Regions from separate parts of the Sus scrofa genome. Here region 1 is linked to region 2. A link is a contact called in public promoter capture Hi-C data. All regions are on one chromosome and are shown on one strand. Each heading gives the region's core, a stretch centred on a gene start, on an enhancer-like site or on the middle of the called end of the contact. The rest is flanking DNA. Distances are from core to core; before and after follow the strand shown. Region 1 holds the start of SLC25A28 (mitoferrin-2). Region 2 holds the start of HPS1 (HPS1, biogenesis of lysosomal organelles complex 3 subunit 1).

The links. Promoter capture Hi-C pulls out the DNA fragments that hold promoters and counts their contacts.
Region 1: a contact with region 2 is called in a promoter capture Hi-C map of liver, with 4 times the contacts expected there. The contact joins the promoter of SLC25A28 here to the promoter of HPS1 in region 2. A contact is called at or near these places in 1 of 5 promoter capture datasets (liver) and 2 of 47 Hi-C or Micro-C datasets (embryonic fibroblasts and heart right ventricle).

What each region holds. Positions count from the first base shown.
Region 1 is chr14:110,801,936-110,807,746 of Sscrofa11.1, reverse strand. SLC25A28 (mitoferrin-2) reads left to right here and starts at 2,116. Exons shown (of 4, transcript XM_003133165.4): 1 at 2,116-2,552. The coding sequence starts at 2,262. LOC110256623 (a long non-coding RNA gene) reads right to left here and starts at 2,016. Exons shown (of 2, transcript XR_002338384.1): 1 at 1,733-2,016; 2 at 1-1,147.
Region 2 is chr14:109,751,561-109,757,816 of Sscrofa11.1, reverse strand. It overlaps HPS1 (HPS1, biogenesis of lysosomal organelles complex 3 subunit 1), which reads left to right and starts at 4,105. Exons shown (of 19, transcript NM_001098587.1): 1 at 4,105-4,139; 2 at 5,832-5,948. The coding sequence starts at 5,832.

The sequences.
Region 1 (5,811 bases), core at 867-3,366, 1.1 Mb before region 2:
TATTTAGGAGTGTTCCCCCTCCGCGGGGGTAGAGGAGTGTAGGAAGACTTTCAGAGTAGAACAGAGTGGTTCCTGCCTGAAGTTAGGAAAGTTTCAGGGAGGGATGGGTCAGTGAGAGGCAAGTGTGGGAATAAGAAATAAACCATTGGATTTGGAAAGGTTGTTTGTGATCAGTGCACAAAGGAATAAAAACATAGGGCTTGAGGAAAGAAAGGACTTAGCAGGTACTCATTACTGCAGTGGTAGTGAGTAGCAAAGGGAATCAACACTCTAGCTGGATTGAGCGGGTTTCTTTGTGTGAAACCTAGGGTTCTTAACCTGAAGTTAATGGATCCCTACGGGGTCCAGGAGTCACCTTCAGGGACTCTGCAAACTCAGAAAGCATAATTTTGTGTGTGCAAGGGGGTGGGCAGTGGGGGGAAGAGGATTTGTAGTTTCATTATTTTCCAAAAGGTTGAGATCAAAAGGTTAAATAGCCACTGCCAAAGAGGAAGAGAATGAGGTTTTGGGGGTTTTTTTTAGTTAAAAAAACAAAACCCAGGATTTACTCTGTGGCTCAGCGGGGTTAAAGACCTGGCATTGTCATTGCAGTTGCGGTTGCTGCTGTGATGCAGATTCCACCCCTGTCCTGGGAACTTCCGTATGCCAGGGTCATGGCCAAAAACAAAACTCAAAAAACCGGAAGCGCAGAGAAGGGCTAAGCTTAGGGAGAAAAAAGAAAAACCTTTAAAGAAAGGCTAGAAACAGATTTTTTTTTCTAAAGTTCAGAATTACATCATCATCTCAGTAAAACAGGGAGTGAAGATCTGGAAACACTGGGGGAACCTGTGCAAATACGCTCCAGTGAAGGGAGATTAAAGAAGCTGGGCAGATGAAGTGGGCCAAGTCTGTCTTCCTCAACCGAGCCGGCAACTCTTAGCGATGCACCTGCGCAACGTCCCGTCCGGGAGATGGTGCCCAAGGCTGGGAATTGCTGGAACTGTTCTCTAACCAGTGAGCTCTCCTCTGAGACTCCAGCCCACCCGCCTGGGAGGGACAGCGGTCTCACCACAGAAGGAAACCGTCACTGGTCGGAGGGGTTCACCAATGAGTCAGCTCTGGGACAAGCTGTGCGTCCGACAAGTTTCCACATAGTTGCTGTGCTTCCCTACAAACATAGGCAGCTGCCACCAGCCTGGCCTCCCCATCCGTCTTCGTCTCTGAATCATCCCGCCTTATTTCGACATTTCCCTTCTCCTCCAGCTCTCTGCCTGGCGTAGGACCTAACAGCAGGCTTCCGGAGAACTCATTCACTCAACAACTGCAGGGTTTACTGGGTGAATGCGGGGCAAGCCCAGTGCCAGGCACTGGGGGCTGAAGAGCACAAGGCCTTCAGGAGTCCGCCCGCGCGCAGCCCTGAAGGACCAACACTCTCGATCTGACCTTAGTTTAACGGGCTGCTGCCAGCATGTCGCAACAGTTTTACCGACAAGTCGGCGGGCCACGCCAGGGGATGCCCGGCCCAGGCCCGCCCCGCCCCACGCCATCCAGAGATCCCGCGGGAACAGAGCTCTCGAGCCAAGGCCACCCGCCAGCAAGCGATCCTCGAGTCTCGGGATTCGGGGCGGGGGCTCGAGAACGGGTCCTAACGGCATCCGTCAGCGGTTTGACCTTGAAAACCTGGCACCGCCCTCCCCTTCCACCCCCCCCGTCTTCACCCCACCAAACCCGGCTGCAGTGCCCACAGCCTCACCGGCGCCAGTCCGGGGCCCAAATTCCGCCTCGATAGCCCCTGGCGCTTCGCCCTCTTGCTGTAGCCAATCAGATTCCGACGTGGTGCTGGCCAATGGCCGCGGTCAAAGTATCAAGAGTGGTTGAGCCTATCAAAGTTTAGCCTTAAGTTTCTCCCGCCCTCTAGAAAAGTCGGAGGGCGGGTTTATCTTACATGTCGGCCAATCAAATGGCCAATAAACAAGACACCTCCAAGATCAAAGGGGAAGGGGTGGGATCTAAGCAGTAGCAACGCCGCGGGGCGGAGGAATGACAGGCAACTTTACTAATACCACAGACATATTTTTTCTACGTAAACTAAGGGGAGGGGCTATCTTGGCGGCTGCACCAATGGCTGGTTGAGGGGCGTGTCTTCGGGGCCAAGCGGGAGCCCGAGGCCCCGGGCTCCCTGGGCCGCGCCTGAGGCAGACGCAACGGGGCTGGGGGGCGGCGGCGGCAGTGGCGGCGGCAGCGGCGGCAGCGGGGGTGGGCGCCGCAGCTGGCCTGGGTGGATGGAGTTGGAGGGGCGGGGTACTGGCGGTGTGGCGGGGGGGCCGGCAGCGGGGCCGGGGCGGAGCCCCGGGGAGTCGGCGCTGCTGGAAGGGTGGCTGCAGCGGGGCGTGGGCCGGGGGGCCAGCGGCGGGGAGGCCGGGGCCTGCAGGCCCCCGGTAAGGCAGGATCCGGACTCCGGCCCAGACTACGAGGCGCTGCCGGCTGGAGCCACTGTCACCACGCACATGGTGGCGGGCGCCGTGGCAGGAATCCTGGAGCACTGCGTGATGTACCCCATCGACTGCGTCAAGGTGAGACCTGGACCTGTTCTGAACCCAACCTGGGGCTGACCTGACCCCTGGGTCATGTCCGGAGTCAGGGTCTCAGCCGAGAGCCGGAGCCGACATGGGTTCCTTTCTGGCTCCTGTCACCAGCCACGCTATTCGACCATACTCCATGCAAGCAAGGTTCCGGTCAGGAATTGATTCCAGTTAGGAACCAGGACCATTTTCTAACCTTCAGTGAGATTTGAATCGGGACTCTGGAAAGAAAATCTGTCAGCCAAAGGCCTGGATCCCTGCTGGGACTAAACAGGAGTAGGGTCGGGTGGGAAGGGAGCAGGTAAGTGCTACTAACTTGATTAAGGTGAAGCCTACTGAAGACCTTGAATAGGATCTTAATGGCTTGAGATGTTCTCTGGCAAATGCTCTTACAAGCTTCTTGCTGTGTTTTCCCTTAAAAGAGACAGGGCAGGAACCAGAATCTGGGATCTCTCAGTTAGATAAAGGATTTCCTTATTAAATCTTAACCCATGAGTGATTTGAAATCACTGTGCAGTCAGAATTCAGAGTTCCTGACTGGAAATAATGTGGGAAAGATGATGTTCAGGAAAAAGTTTCGGTTTCTCTATGCAGCAAGCATGATACCCCACCTATTTCCTGACCATGAAAATTGAGCTGGGATGGGGATTGTGTATGTGCAGGGAGCACAGTGGCCCTCAAAGGAGAAATGGACCTCATGGTGTATTTTTTAGCCACTTGAGGTAGACAACAAGAGAAAAGTTGCTTAGAAGGGAAGCATGGCAATACTGGAAAGTAGATGTTAGTGTGAAGAAAATAAAATCGGATCCATACGAGGATGTGATTCATGTGAAAGTAAAACTTAATTTTTTTATCCACACCAAGCAGCCTGATGAGTGGGTCCAAGAAGTCAGGTACTTGTGAGAAAAGCTGGGTGAAGAGGGGAACAGATTCTTTACAGTTCTTTTTCTTATGCGTTAGCAAAGGAACCACCACTAAATAAACTGAGTGAGAAGTACACTCAGGGAGACTTGAAATAAGTATAATGACAGAGACTGTTTCCTCCTTTACATGTTAAGGGCAATAGTCAAACAGTATTCTCACAGTTCTAAGACAATGTGTTTTCTCCTCAAATTAGGAAAATGTTACATATTCAGGAGGAGAGCATCACCTTGGGAGATGCAAAGTCTCTCTCTTCTGCTTCTCTCTGGTTCCAGTACCCTTGCATGTTTTCATTAGTGATGTGAATGAGGAAATGGAGAAAGTGCTCATTAAGCTTTGTGAATAACACTGCGTTGGTAGTATTCTAGCACATTGCAAGTGAACTCCTACCGAGGGCCATGCCCATTGAAAGGGGTAAATGCACTTGGCTAAAGTGGATATTCGAATTTTAAATACCCATGTCAATTGAGAGGAATAGAAATAAACAGTAGAATCCATGAGAGAGAAGTAAGAGGCTGGCTAATGCTTTAACAATATGGTAATGTCACATCGACAAGTACAAACAAAGAGACTCAGACATTTATGTAAAAGTCTAGGTTGAATGCCTGTGAGTTGTTAATGCTTTATATCCAAGAGTTAACATGATCTAACTGCATAGTAACCCCACTATACTTAGACTCTGAATAGAGAGCAGGGTTTTTAGGGTGCCGTCTTTCAGGATGGCTATCAAACGAAAACTGGACCAAGGAGAGTAGTGAAAAATTATTCAATGGCTTGAAAAATACAGTGTAATCATGTGACAGACATATTACTACAGCTTATCAGTTTAAGTGTTGTTCTTTTACCTTAGGAGGCTATTTCCTTACTCCATATATTTACATAATGCTATTGTCGTTGTAAACATTTTATAAATTCCTCTGTTGGAAATGCCTCTGGAATATTTGGATGCATATCCTTAAATGGGGCAAGTCTCTGTCCTGTGACAAGATGGAGTTGATGTTTTGGTAATTGAGACCATTCAGAATCAGATATGGCAGTTAAGGTGGGAGATCAAAATGGAGTGATTGGAGTCAGAGATAAGGTAGGACTGGAAAGCTAGGAAACTGATTTACTCCGGAGGCTGCTACACCCACTGAGGAAACACTTTGGAAGAGGAGTTCCAGAGATGTTTTGCATAGCCCCAGCAGCAGTGCTGGAATAAGTCACTTGTAGCTTTCCAAGGTAACTAATTTGAAGAACAGTTCTCACTCATTTGCATAAGCTTTGAAGTTTTGTTTTTGAAAAATGAGTACTACAACATTACAGTCAAAGCACTACATTAAAGAAATACTTATTTGATCTGGAGGGAAAAAATGCTCAGGAGGCTACGAAATGTATTTTAGAAGAATCATTTTCATTTGCCATTACTGCTGGGATTTACATGACTAGAGGGAAAAATGAGGTGAGACCATAAGGGTTTAGTGTCAGTAAACACCGTTTACAGTAAACACTGTTGTGCAGACATGAAAGTCAAATTCAAATCTCTTCCTTCAGAAAGAGCTTCCCAGTTCACTTGTCCCCAGACACCCCTTCTTCCTCTTTTACCATAAATAGGTGGTGGAGAGGAAGAGCAGCCCAAGGGAACCTAAGATTAGAGGCAGGTATCTGTGTTGGAGCCCAGAAGGCAATCAGTGTTTGCAAATGAAAGCTGACAGTGCTTCTTGGCATGCAAGCCTGTGCACCCCCAGTCACTTATCAGGGTCAAGTCGACTTAAAATATCCTTGAGAGGGACCACGGGAAGTCAGCATAGCCTTGCTAGGCTATAGTTATTCAGCCAGCTATTTCCATGGTCACAATTGGCAGGTTTGGGAGCCCAAGTGAATCCCAGTTTTCCTTTTCTGGGCCTCAGAGCCAAGCACCAGACTGTCTAAAGGGATAGATTCTGCAGCCCAAAGCAGTCAGAACTCTTCTCAAACTTATCTGGCTAAGTACTCACCTGTCACCAGGTGCTGCTTTTTGGCTTTGTCGTGGTGCTGCTTTTTGGCTTTGTCGTGGTGAAGTAAGTAATCTACCTACATAATAAGTTAAAGAGGGAAAGAACAAAGGGAAATAAATCTTTTCCAAACTCCAGATGTAAATGGTTCTCTATACATACATTCACCACTGGAAGGTTAGGGAATGGAAATTGATTTTCTTATATCTAATAAGTATTCAATAAATGAGAGTTTGTGTTTGTTGAGCACAATCTAATGTGCCTTACGTACATTTATTCCTTTAATCCTTGAAACACTTCACGAAGTTCATTATTTTATGGATGAAGGAAAGGAGGCAAGTAAGTAACTTGTCCAA
Region 2 (6,256 bases), core at 2,856-5,355:
TGCCTTGCATGCGGACCTAAAAAGACAAAAGAAAACAAAACAAAAAAAGAAAATGAAAAGACAAAGCCATTGGCAAAAGTAAGTAAATAAGATAATAATAATGCAAACAGATATCTGATAAAGGATTTGTATCTAAATATCTAAAGAAATCATATAAACAGAAAAGAAAAAAAATCCAGTTTAAAAATGGGCAAATGATTTGAATGCTTTACCAGAGAAGAGATAGATAACATATAAATACATGAAAAGGAGTTCAATATCATTAGTTACTGTAAAAATTGAAATTAAAACCACGCTGAAATATACTGTATGTCAGTTATACCTAAATAAATAAAATTAAAACACTGAGGTAACACTATATGTCTACTGGAATGGCTGAAGTTAGAAAAGGACAATATCAAGTGCTAAAGAGGCTGCAAAACAACGAAAACTCTCAGTATTGCCCCCCAGGGGGGTGTAAAATGGTTCAGGCACTTTGGAAAACAGTTCAGCGGTTTAATATGCATTTAAATCTACACTTAACCCTCCACCTGATCGTCCTACTCCTAGCTGTTTACCCATGTGAAACAAAAGTGTATGTTGACACTAAAATCTGGACATAATTACAAACAGATAAACAGAATTACATCAAAATTGAAAACTTCTGTGCTACAAGTGATACCATTAAGAAAGTGAAAAGACAGAAGTTCCCTGTGTGGCATGGTGCAAACGTATCTGACTAGTAACCATGAGACATGGGTTCGATCCCTGGCCTCGCTCAGTCGGTTAAGGATCCGGCACTGCCATGATGTGTGGTGTAGGTCACAGACATGGGTGTGGGCCGGCAGCTGTAGCTCCGATTCAACCCCTAGCTTGGGAACCTCCATATGTTGCAGGTGATGCCCTAAAAAGAAAAAAAAAGTGAAAAGAGAAACCACATAATGGGAGAACATTTTTGCAAATCATATATCTAATAAAAGGCTCAATAATTTTTAAACAGGCAAAGGATTTGAATAAACATTTCTCCAAAAATATACAAATGGCCAAAAATCACGTCACAGCATCTAAATGAAATCACAATGGGCTATCACTTCAATCTCACTAGGATGGCTAAATTAAAATAGGTAATAACAGATGTAGGTGAAGATACAGAGAAACTGGGACCTTCAATAGTTGCTGGTGGGAAATGATAACTACTGTAGTGGGAGTGAATAAGTAAACAGCAGTGTATCCGTTTAATGGAATACAACTCATGCTGATGATGAGTCTGACACAGAAACACGGTGAATGAAAATAGCAGGATAGGAGTTCCTGTCGTGGCTCAGTGGTTAATGAATCTGACTAAGAACCATGAGGTTGAGGGTTCGATCCCTGGCCTTGCTCAGTGGGTTAGGGATCCGGCGTTGCCGTGAACTGTGGTGTAGGTCGCAGATGCGGCTCGGATCCCGAATTGCTGTGGCTCTGGTGTAGGCCGGTGGCTACAGCTCCGATTAGACCCCTAACCTCCATATGCCCTAGAACAGGCAGAAAAGACCAAAAAAGAAAAGAAAAGAAAATAGCAGGATAAAGTGTGCTCAGCCTGAAGGATCTCAACTTCTGGCTGCAGAGAGGGATGTCTGTGGTGGGGATAAATGCTATAGGAGTGGAGCTGGAAGGTCTGGGGCTCAAGGTGGGCTGGGAGGGCTACAAGGTGAAGGGCGGGGGAAGGAGAGGAGGCTCGTTTTGTCTGAAGGTATTGGAGGCATTAATTCTTGCCTCCCCACCCCGCTTTGCTCAAACTGCAGGTCTTCCAGACGCTCCCCACAACTTAACCCTGCTGGGCTGCAGCTCAAAGCTGCCAGGTGATACCAGGGTACTAAGGGTGGCTTAGGTGGGAATTTCGTCCCTTCCATGATCATCAGCTGTCCCCACCCTTGGTCACTACAAACACACACACAGTTTAAGAGAATCTAGCAAACACAGGTTCAAAGCAAAGACCCTAATGTGCCCCCTCATCCCCCAGATGGACTGAGAATCCTTATCAACAAATTTCAGCGTTGGCATTCTAAGGGTCATTGGGTCCTTCTGCAGGCTGTGTCTCCTCCTAAGGAGTTCCTGGAAACAGTCACAGGAGGGTGGCTCTCTCGGCCCAAAACTGCAACTCAGAAAGAAAAGCCAAAGGATGAGGAAGAGCCAGAGCCCAGCTGGAAGCCAGAAGACCTGCTTTCGGAAGCTAACTCGGCCCCTCAGCAAGTTATTTCTTCTCTCTGGGCCTCAGTGTCCTCTTCTGTAAAACAGGGACATTCCTCGTACTTATTGGGGAGGGAGTGTCTTGAACTCGGGCAAGTAGCAAAGTAGCAAGCCCCAGCGCAGTGCCACTGTGGGCCTCAGCGCCCTCCTTGGGAACGGGAGGAACGTGGCCACCGTCCAGCAGGAGGCAGTGCTCCCAGGGCCAGACTGCCCGCAGGAGGGAACTGCAAAGTGCATGGGGCGGAGGCGGAGCAGGAGGGAGCAGGAGGGGAGGAGGGGAGGAGGGGCGGGAGCGGGGGCTGGGGGAAGCGGAGGGGGAGGGCTAGAACCCAGGAGCGGGCTGGCTTTCGGCCGCTCCCCGGCGGTCACGTGGGCGGTCACGTGGCAGAACCCGGAAGCGCGCCTGCTCGCTCCTGGAAGGCAGGGCGGTGTTTGTCTGACTCGGTATGTGTGCCTTCCGTACTGTTTAAGCGCCTGGGTGGGCGGCGGGCCTTCTTCTCAGACCCCTGCGCGGCCTCCCGCAAAAGGAAGGAGCGGCTCCACCCCCAGCCTCACCCGCCCCAGGGGCCTTGCTCTGATTGCCTCCCCTCTGTTTTTGCAGCTACAAGGGGGGCGGGTGCCGCAAGCCAGACCTTTTGCCCTGGGTCGTCGTGAGAGCCCTGTGGGTCGTCACGCCTGGGCCTCCCGTCCAGCAGGGGCAAGGCCGAGGCTCTGAGGGAGTGGGCCTCCTGAGACGGGGCTGCTGGCCGGGGGAAGCGACTGCTGCAGGGGCAGTTTCCTGGGAGGATGGTGATTTGGGCGTAGGAGGTTTTCCTCAGGTTGGCCCAGTGTCATCTGGAGCTCCAGTGAGTCCTGTGTTCCCTTCCTAGAGCAGGATAGAGAGAACAGGGAATTAACAAAATGACTCCAGTGGTTCTCTTTCCAACAGCCTTTTGAAATTAAAAAAAAAAAAAAAGCGGAACCTAATGTCCAGTGAAAAGCATTCCTGTTTTTCCAGGTATATGTCAGTTAGGCCAGTCATGCAGGTGATGTTGTAAGTCTCATGTTGCACAGGATGCTAAGCCCCCAACAGCACTTTCTTGCCTTTTACTTGTTTACAATGTTTGGCTTCCTAATTAAACTTCAGTTTTATATTGTTCCTGCCTTCGTGATCAAAATGTGAATGATTCTGGAACCAGTTTAGTTCACCCTGTCATTTGAGGAAGGGAAGCTGGGACATAAGTAAAATGACCCTCTATCTCTATGTAAGAAAGCAGTTTGCAAAGGATGTGCCTGCCTGGTGACTCCTGAACTCTCACTAGAACCCTGGAGGGAGGTGGAGCTGGTGGTGGCTGAGGCAGAGATGTTTATGTGCTTTGGCAGAGCCCAGACTAGAACCAGGTCTCTGATGCCTTTTGCGATGGTTTACTGCCATCTGTTGCATCATCCTAGGATACCTAGTCTGTCTCCTTAGGATGTGCTGTCTCTTAGTAGTCCTCACAGCAAGCTCCCTGGGGCTGCTCAGGGTGGGTTTGCTGACCGCACCATGGCTGGGAGTGACCCACAAAGAAATGAGATTAGTCAGTGGGCATTAATGTTTGTGGATATCTGCTATGTCCAAAGGACCATGCTGGCTGGGCTTGTATTCTCCATTGGGGAGGGCAGGATCTGGGCCACTGGCAAAACTCCTGGTAGTGGGGAGCTTGCTCTGAGCAGACTGCCCAAGGGCCAGAGAGAGACCTTTGACCATTCAGTCCTTCACCACCTTATCCCCTCCTGGGAACCAGGAGCTGTTGGAATGAGAACCTCTTCTTGCCTGTGACCTCCCTGTGTGAAGTGTCTGCAGGTCCCCTGATGATATGCTGCTCTCATGAGCCGGTCACCGAGTCTGTCTACTGCAGTCCTTCCTGAACCTTTGACTGTCCGGAAGCTCCACAGTGCTCCTTGCCAAGGTAGGTGGTCCTGCCTGAGCTGGAGGCAGGCAGCCCCCACCCTGGGGCTCCTCAGGCTGGGGGAGGTGGACAGGGTGAGGCAGGCGAGGGACCAAGCTCTCGAAAGCTGTGCAGAGCCCACTCATCCCCACCCCCTACCCCAGCTCTGCATCCTGATGTCACCTTTGCCTGTTCTGTCCTTCCTCCCTTGCATCCAGGCAGTCTCAAGGCCTCTAAGACTCTAAGCTACACCTTTTAAATCAGCCCTTCCTCCCCTGGCCTCCACTAAGGAGTGGACTCTCTTTCCTCCACCCGGACAACTGGTCTCCTTAACCGTGACCCCACCCATTCATGACACAGACCCTCACCAGCCTACCAGCGCGCTCTGCTCTTCACGGCCTCCATCCTCCAGCCCATACACCCCCTTCCAATCAGGCCAGCCCCTCAAGTCCCCATCTTTGCCACACTCACCTGGGAGTGTGCAGAGCAGCCTCTTCCAGGCCCACCTGCCCTCATCCAGCAACCTTTGCATCACACTCCATTGCTCTCCCAGTCTCTGCCTGTGTCAAGAAATTCCATGGGAATAGGCTACATTCTTTGCATTTTACTGTGCTGGAAACACCACAAGGCGAGGTGCTAAACCAACTGGAGATTTAGGAAGAATTCAGTAAGTACCCCTAAGCGGATCACACAGGGGATCCTAGTGAATGTAACTGCGCCAAGACCTCGAGTGGCTGTGATCCTATTGAGGAAACAGAATGTCCAGCCACAGAAGAGTTAGAGCAGCGCTTCCTCACAGTTGTCACATCTTAGCACATGTGGTCATGTCTGTGCAGCATGCTGCGGTGGAGGAGAAAACTTGATGGCCCTTTGCCTGGGACAAGCAGCTTGCCTGAGAGCTCACCAGGCTGCTGCGAGGGTTGAGAAGATCAATGTCTTGCAGCACCTCGGGGCCGGGCTCAGCATAGAAAGCTGTGGATTAAGAGCCTACCAGTTGGTGAATAAGACAACACGTATCATGAAGCATTAAAATGTGTGGCACAGAGGGTTCCATGCGTGGGTGGCCGGGAGGGAGGTCTGGAAGGGCCAAAGGTACTGGTGCTGGTGGCTGAGGAAGCAGCAGCTACACAGGGCTGAGAGTGAACCATGGCCAAGGCCACACAGCCTCTGTGTCCACCAGAGCTGGAGGAACGTGTGAATGAAACTCCTATAAGGCTGCATCCACTCCTTGTGGGCTTTGAAGCTTGTCCTGGAGCTGTTTCAGGCTTGAGGAGAAACACCTTTCTGGACCTTCCAGAGGGAGGTGCACTAGCTGCCCTCCCTTCCAGACCAGACCCCTTTGCAGTCGACCCCCTGTCCAGATCAAGAGCTAGGTCTCTCTTTACATCTGGCTCCAGCAGGACGGTGGTGGGTCTGTTGCTGTGGTGAGAGGGGCCGGATTATGCAGGAAAGAGCCCCAGCCTTGGCATCAGACAGATCTGGGTTTAAATCCCACCTCTGCCTCATCAAATCCTGTCTGTAAAATGGGAATAACTGAAGATTCCTGCTTTATCAAGTTGCCATGAGGAAATAACACCAGGAAAGCCCTCACGGCTGTGCCTGGCACACACTGAGGGCTACTAGGTGTTTGCTGGGATTCTGATCCTTTTTATTACTCAGGCCTTGCTTGGATGTGGGGCTGGGAGGTGGCCTTGACCTTACTTCTCCTGGCAGATGAAGTGCGTCTTGGTGGCCACGGAGGGTGCCGAGGTCCTCTTCTACTGGACAGATGAAGAGTTTAAAGAAAGTCTGCGGCTGAAGTTTGGGCAGTCAGAGAATGAGGGAGAAGAGGTGAGTGCTGTCAGAGAAGGAGGGAGAAGAGGGTCGAGGGATGGACAGGAGGGGACAGCACAGAATTGCAAGACGCAGCAGAGCCCCCCATCCCCTCCCCACTGCCAGCCCAGCCCGAGGGAGCAACAGGGCGCGTTTGTGGTCCAGCGCATCCTCACAGGTCAGCCCTTGATGCTCTGGAGGGCAGCGACCCCACCCTCACCCCCTAGGGCTCCCTGGGCTAAATGAGGGCCGGAGGAGGTGGGAGAATTTTAATCACAAAACCAACCGAGAAGCCTGATGTCCTCAGTGTCTCTACCTAAAAAGAT